2 separate regions of the Mus musculus genome follow, and region 1 is linked to region 2. The links are chromatin contacts, called in public HiChIP or PLAC-seq maps. All regions are on one chromosome and are shown on one strand. Each heading gives the region's core, a stretch centred on a gene start, on an enhancer-like site or on the middle of the called end of the contact. The rest is flanking DNA. Distances are from core to core; before and after follow the strand shown. Region 1 holds the start of Cxcl17 (chemokine (C-X-C motif) ligand 17). Region 2 holds the start of Smg9 (smg-9 homolog, nonsense mediated mRNA decay factor (C. elegans)).

Region 1 (3,394 bases), core at 183-2,682, 1.0 Mb before region 2:
CTTTGCTTCCTAGATGCGAGAAGTGAGCAGTTTCCTCCACTATGCACTCTCTCCATGATGTATCTCAGCACAGGCTCAAAAATGACAGGGCAGACAGGCCATGAAATAACACCTCTAAGAGTGCAAGTTTCAGAAATAAACGCTCCCCTCCCTCGTGAGCTGGCTGGCACAATCGTCTTTAATGTTGACTGTGGGCATTATCAGCTTTCTCCTTTTGCCTTGAACCAAGAACTCCACCAACCTGGACCAACACAGTTCAAGAATCCCTTTTTGCCTATAGTTCATATATTCCTGGACCTGAAGCTCTGGTGATCTTACACACACATACACACACACACACACACACACACACACACACACACACACCGTGTCCTGTAAATTGGAGCAACTAAACCATAGCCAACTTCCTGATGAACAAGAGGAGGCTTTGTTTTCCCCACTGCTCCAGGAAAGAGTTTGGAGGCAAAGATAACTGACTCTGATTTTATTTGTGCATTGTTGCTGGTTTGTTTTTATTTGCTATTTATGGTGCTGAGAATCAAACCTGGAGCCTTGTGCATGCTAGTCAAGCATCTTATCTCTAAGCTACATCCCTAGCCCTTCGTTCTTCATTACAGTTATTTAAGGATGAGGGGAGTGTGCATGCACCAAATGACTATAGCAGTCAAAGGACAATGCACTGATTTCTCTACTTCCTGTGAACAGTGGGGATTGAAGTTAGATCATCAGCTCACTCGCCAGGCAGCCACTAGCCCTTCATTTTTGTTTTTCTTTCTTTGTTAAGAGAGAGAGAGAGAGAATTGAAGAGGAGAGGAAAGGAAGGGAGGGGAGGGGAGGGGAGGGGAGGGGAGGGGAGGGGAGGGGAGGGGAGGGGAGGGGAGGGGAGGGGAGGGGAGGGGAAACTCAAAGCCCTCTTCAGCCTCCAGTGCTGGCACACACCAGCACACCCAAAGTGAACGTCTTCTTAACTGAACTCTGCTTCCCTTGTGAGTGGCTAGGGAACTGGATGAATCTGTCAACAGTGCGAGGACAGGACAACTGTCCAGGCAGTAGCACTTCCATCTACTGTGCTGGCAATCACAAATGGGTGGAGAGAGGAAGCGCAGCTGTCAGCCTCTCTTTGTCAGCCTGCAGTGCCTCGGTTTTGCTCTAAACAGCCAAAAGGTACACGGAAATTCAAGTGAGAAAAAAGCTTAGAGAATGAAACCCCCCACAGTGGGGGAGGAGTCAAGCATACATACACACACACACACACACACACACACACACACACACATGCCAAGGTGTCAGTCATTTGTTCCTTTCTCTGGAGTGTGGTTTCTTTTGTTTGGCCAGTTTTACCTCCCACATTCCCGTAAAGACCTGGTCCAATCTGGTACTAAACTGACCAGCACCGCCTTCCTGCTCTTGATTTCCCAAGGGTGTTCTTGTGTAGGATTAAATTGTAGACACTACTCCACCTGAGCAGTTACAAGAAATCAGAAGCCTCTAACTGGTGACAATCCACACAGCCTTTAAGAACCAACAGACAGCCACAATGAAGCTTCTAGCCTCTCCCTTCCTTCTGTTGCTTCCAGTGATGCTCATGTCCATGGTCTTCAGCAGCCCGAACCCAGGTAAATACAATGAAATGATATTCTCTCTTCTCCTTCTCTCCCTCCCTTCCTCTTTATTTTGTCCGTCCTCCTCCCTTCTATTTTTCTCTCCCTTGAGACAGGCTCTTGATATGTAGTCAGGCTGACCGAAAACTTGGACTCTTCCGACCACAGTATCCTGGGTCCCAGTATTATAGGTGTGCCACCATGCCTGGCTCAAGATTAATTTCTACTTCACCAGAACCATGTGCACACCAAAGATTAATTTGATTTTGTGGGGAAGAAATGGGGTAGAAAACATGGCAAACCCAACAACAAGTGCATTAAAATACTCTTTTAGCAACAAGTTGGGGTAATTAAGTTAGTCTTTCTCAGTACCAGAATCCTCATTAGCAAAAAGAAAGGACCCTCTTTATCCCAAAGGACTCTGTAAACTTTAAGGCACATTCCCAACATGTCTGCAACTGTAGCTGGCAGCATACACACAAGTGTACACACAGCCCAGCCAAGATCCACTTCCCAGACCTTCCCAACCTCTCCTGGAAAAGTCACAGATTTTCTCAGGGCTCAACTGGGGGTGGGAGGCTTGTGGTGGAAGGCAAAGAAATGAGGAGTCCTATAACTTTAGAGTATGCCAAGTAAGCTCGTGATGATACAAACCAGGTCAGTCCTATTAGCAGGCAGTAGTCATGCAGACATTTTAGTCATCCCGGGCTTGGTTGAATGGTCTGTCCCTTTTGAAGCAGACTCGGTAGAGGTTCTGAATCTGTTCTAGTCTTCACCACAGCCAGTGTTTCCCAGCTCTTCACAGAGCCACCACACAGAAGCAAGATCATCTCTATCCATGTACCTTTCTCCTGTGGGTGAGGTACTCTGTGGCATACTCAGCATCATGTGATCCTAAATCCAGGATCACCTGCCTCTGGCAATGTCCAACTTCTTTCCTTTGTAGGGAAAGTTCTCTGAGTTCTTCAGTCCTGGGGCCCATAGTGGCCACTCTGGAAGGGAAGGCTTCTCTATCACTATATGGGCACCAGGGCTAGAGTCCTCCCCATGAACTCAAAGCTCTAGTCACAACACACCTTTCCAGTCCACTTTCTTTCATTCACAAAGATGCACTTATGCTCCAACCATACTAGGCTGCTGATCCCCAACAGGTCCTGTGTTTTCAAACCAGCTCAACTTTACTCACACATCTAATTCAAAGGCTAACACCTTTCCACTCCTCTGCTCTCCACGCTGACTATGCACAGCTCAGTCAGGACTCTTTGTACATCATGGTCTGTCTCACACTGGGGGCACCTCTTCTACCTCTCCTGCCCTGCAGACTGTAACCTTAACCACCTTGGGGGTACAAACTGATGCATTGTTCCCATAATCTTCACACTATCCCACATAACAATCAATATTAGCTAAGGGCTCAGGTTTCTAAGTTCAAAATGATTCACTTCTATGACTCATATGCCAAGGTATGATAGTGTTGGTTTTTTCTTGTTGTTGCTAGTGTGTGTGTATGGGGGAGGGGGGTGCCCATGCATGCTAACCAAGCAGTGTGTCACTGAATTACAGCCATGCCTCTATTTTTTGTTTGTTTGTTTTTCTGAGAAAATCTTTGACTTTTCCAGGAGAGGTTGGGAAGGTCTGGGAAGTGGATCTTGGCTGGGCTGTGTGTACACTTGTGTGTATGTTGCCAGCTACACTTGCAGACACACAAGGTCTTTCTGTGTAGCCCTGGCTGTCCTGGAACTTGCTCTGTAGACCAGGTTGGCACTGAATTCAGATGTATCCACCTGCTTCTG
Region 2 (3,330 bases), core at 756-3,255:
CCCCATGGAGATCCTGTCCTCACAGTGAAGTGACGTTCACTGGGACCACCCACCCTCCTTTCAGGCAAGTGAAGTGTCCCTCTGCACACTGCTCTGGAATCACTAGTTGACTCTACTCATCAGGTCTTGTGGGGAACGATCCAGAACCTGAGACACCATCTGCCTGCAAGCTGGGACCTGCAATGCTGTTTCTAGGGTTCTCCAGGAAGAGCTCTGCATAAACTACTAAGCTGGTATTCCTGACCTCACAGAAATGAAGTCTAATCTGCATAATGTTGGGGTGGGAGCTTCTGGGTTTCTTGTGTGTGTGAGACACACACATACACATGCCTGCGTGCAAGCAGGCACAGAGCCATATCACATTTGTGGAGGCCAGGTGACAACTTCCGAGAGACCATTTTCTCTTTCCATCCTGTAGGCCGCAGGGATGGAAGTCAATTCTTTGGCCTTGTGGTGGCCCCGTTACCTGATACAACCATCCTGACAGCCCCACACTGTTTTTGCCTGGGCAAGGAGCTCTGCACATCTGCCAGTCTTGCCTCCGCAGCACTGGGATGACAAGATCGTGCCGCCAGGCTCCACTTTTTATGTGGTTGCTGGGGATCAAACCTGGGTCTTCATGCTTGCAAACAAGCACTTCACACACTGAGCTATCTTCCCACCTACATGTGAAGCACCTCTTTGGAGAATCTTCCAGAATTGACAAGTTGCTTTGCAAGAATTTCCAGGAGACCCCCAATTCTTAACTGTTCTAATGCCTTTTCTCTTGAGGCATGGTGCATTCCACAACTTAATACTGTTTCCTCCTCCTCCTCACCTCTCCCTCTCAAACAGGGTCCTGCTCTGCAGTTCAGGCTGGTCTCAAACTCATGGCGACCCTCCTGTTTCTGGCTCCACACTACTGGAATTACATGTGTGAGCCGCCTTGTCCAGTTCTATTCACGTATTTTTCTAAGTGCTTCCTAGTCTACTTGCAGTCTTTTTTTTTTTTTTTTTAAGATTTATTATAATATATAAGTACACTGTAGCTGTCTTCAGACACACCAGAAGAGGGCATCTGATCTCATTACGGATGGTTGTGAGCCACCATGTGGTTGCTGGGATTTGAACTCATGATCTCTGGAAGAGCAGTCAGTGCTCTTAACCGCTGAACCATCTCTCTAGCCCCCCTTTTTAAAAATATTATTTATGTATTTATTTATATGAGTACACTGTAGCTGTCTTCAGATACACACCAGTAGAATGTGCATCAGATCCCATTACAGGTGGTTGTGATCCACCATGTGGTGGCTGAGAATTGAACTCAGGACCTATGGGAGAGCAGTCAGTGCTCTTAACCTCTGAGCCATCTCTCCAGCCCCTACTTGCAGTCTTATATGGAGCCTCCTTCCAATACTCAGGCATGAAGAACCTCAAAATCCAATTTCCATGGAAGGTGGCCCTAGGTGTATGTCGGCTTCTTTGGGACTGTGTCCAGAAATTTCCTCCCGATACTGTTAGAAGGCTCGTACCAGCACTACAGGGACACTTTACAGTGGCTATAGTTTCTATTAATTTATTTGTACCTCCAGCTAACGGCGCCGCAATTCCGAGACCTTCACGTTCCTACTCCCATTGGCCAGCCGCCCAGCGACCTTTTAACGGCAGGGCGGGGGCGGGGCTTGAATACGCCCCACCCCCAACCCCGCCCCGTCGGCGCGCCTGCCTCTCCCAGGCTCGGGGCGTCCCCCCTTCCCCTTACCTAGGGCAGCTGCTGATTAGTTCCTGGGTCGCAGCGCGCGCTCTGAGTGACGGGAGTGCAGCGTGGGCGGGGAAGGTCCTCCACAGCCACCTGCCGTGTAAATGGTGCCGGAAGGTCACAAGCCAGAGAATGAGAGAGGCCGAGAAAACGGGTGCCGGCTATTCCGGAACAGGCCTTGGCGTCCCGGAAGCTCCCAGAGGAGGAAGAAGAGGAAGCCACAGTACGCAGCCCAACGAGTCACGGCCTGCGCTGCTAGCTCGGCGCATGCGCCGCGGGCTGGGCGCGCAAGCGAACCCAACGTGCGCGTTAGACTGAGCATGCGTGAATGGAGGTGGCTGGCTTCAGCACGCATGCGGATTACGGAGGGGCGAGGGAGTATGTTGCTGCTGAGAAGGCGCGTGCGCATTGTTTCTCTGGGCGGGCCTGCTGTTTGGCTGGGTGGGCAGCTCTGGAGATTTCGAGTTCGAATCCCGGGTCTTCTGTAGTGTTGTCAGACCGATCGGGGTAGGGTACGGCGGAAGGGAGGAATTAACGTCCTTATCTGAGCAAGCACAAGACTGATTCAGCTGGCTGCAAGAAGCGATCTTGAAGGACTTTAAGGAAGAGCCCAGCTCCTCCAAGACAGAACATCTGTAGAGAAAGGTCTAGGCTTGGACCTGTGGCACGAGGTGGGCGGCAGAAGTGGGCGGATCGCAGGGCTACAGAAGGGGCAAACATTCAAAGGACTAGGGGCACAGCCTGAAGCAGCTGGAAGGCCACTGGGCAGAGGGTGCAGTCACCCAATGGAAAGACAGCTGAGAGGCAGAAGTTCCACCTCCCCTATTGCTTTTCCTTTCTTAAAGAAAAAAAACCGTGAGTCCATCAGCCTGACCTCAAACTTACCCTCCTGTGTCTGCCTCTTCAGCATAACCTACCTGTGTGTGCCGCCACAATCAGCTCTCTTGGTTATTTGTTTGTTTGTTTGTTTGTTTGTTTGTTTGTTTTGAGACAGGGTTTCTCTGTATAGCCCTGGCTGTCCTGGAACTCACTCTGTAGACCAGGCTGGTCTCAAACTCAGAAATCCGCCTGCCTCTGCCTCCCAAGTGCTGGGATTAAAGGCAGCTCTCTTGTTTTGAGGTGGGGTCTTACTGTGTAGACCAGGCTGGTCTAGAACTCAAAGAAACCCACCTGCCTTGGCCTCAGGACTGCTGGGCTCTCCCCACCCCCTCGGCTTTTCGTTATTCTCTCCCATTCTCTTCTGTACTGAGAAAAGAGAGAGGGCCTTGCTATGTAGGATGTGCTCTACCACTGATCTGCATTTCAAGACACAAGCACACATGCGTGCTTGTCCCCAGAGCTGATCTCCATGTCAGCCTAACTCAAACAGCATCGCCTCCCTCCATGCCCCCGCCAAGCTCTTCTCTGTTCTCCTATGGGCACCTAGCTGCCAAGACTTAAAGTTTGCCTTCCCTTCGGCTTTTCTTTCAAATTTGAAAAAAAAAAAAATGTTCCTTGGAGTGCTGATAGAGGCACACTCCACGGGATTAAACCTAGAGCCCCATGCATGTTATGCATGCTAGGTAAGCACACTGCTGCCTGGGCCACATGGC

The links. HiChIP or PLAC-seq counts read pairs in DNA pulled down with a chosen protein or histone mark.
Region 1: a contact with region 2 is called in a FOXA1 HiChIP or PLAC-seq map of pancreatic cancer cells. The contact joins the promoter of Cxcl17 here to the promoter of Smg9 in region 2. A contact is called at or near these places in 1 of 39 promoter capture datasets (hippocampal neurons) and 1 of 115 datasets of contacts at active chromatin or transcription factors (pancreatic cancer cells).

What each region holds. Positions count from the first base shown.
Region 1 is chr7:25,410,924-25,414,317 of GRCm38.p6, reverse strand. Cxcl17 (chemokine (C-X-C motif) ligand 17) reads left to right here and starts at 1,432. Exons shown (of 4, transcript NM_153576.2): 1 at 1,432-1,616. The coding sequence starts at 1,538. The region is part of intron 3 of 4732471J01Rik (RIKEN cDNA 4732471J01 gene); the gene reads right to left.
Region 2 is chr7:24,398,303-24,401,632 of GRCm38.p6, reverse strand. It overlaps Smg9 (smg-9 homolog, nonsense mediated mRNA decay factor (C. elegans)), which reads right to left and starts at 2,005. Exons shown (of 14, transcript NM_028047.2): 1 at 1,742-2,005.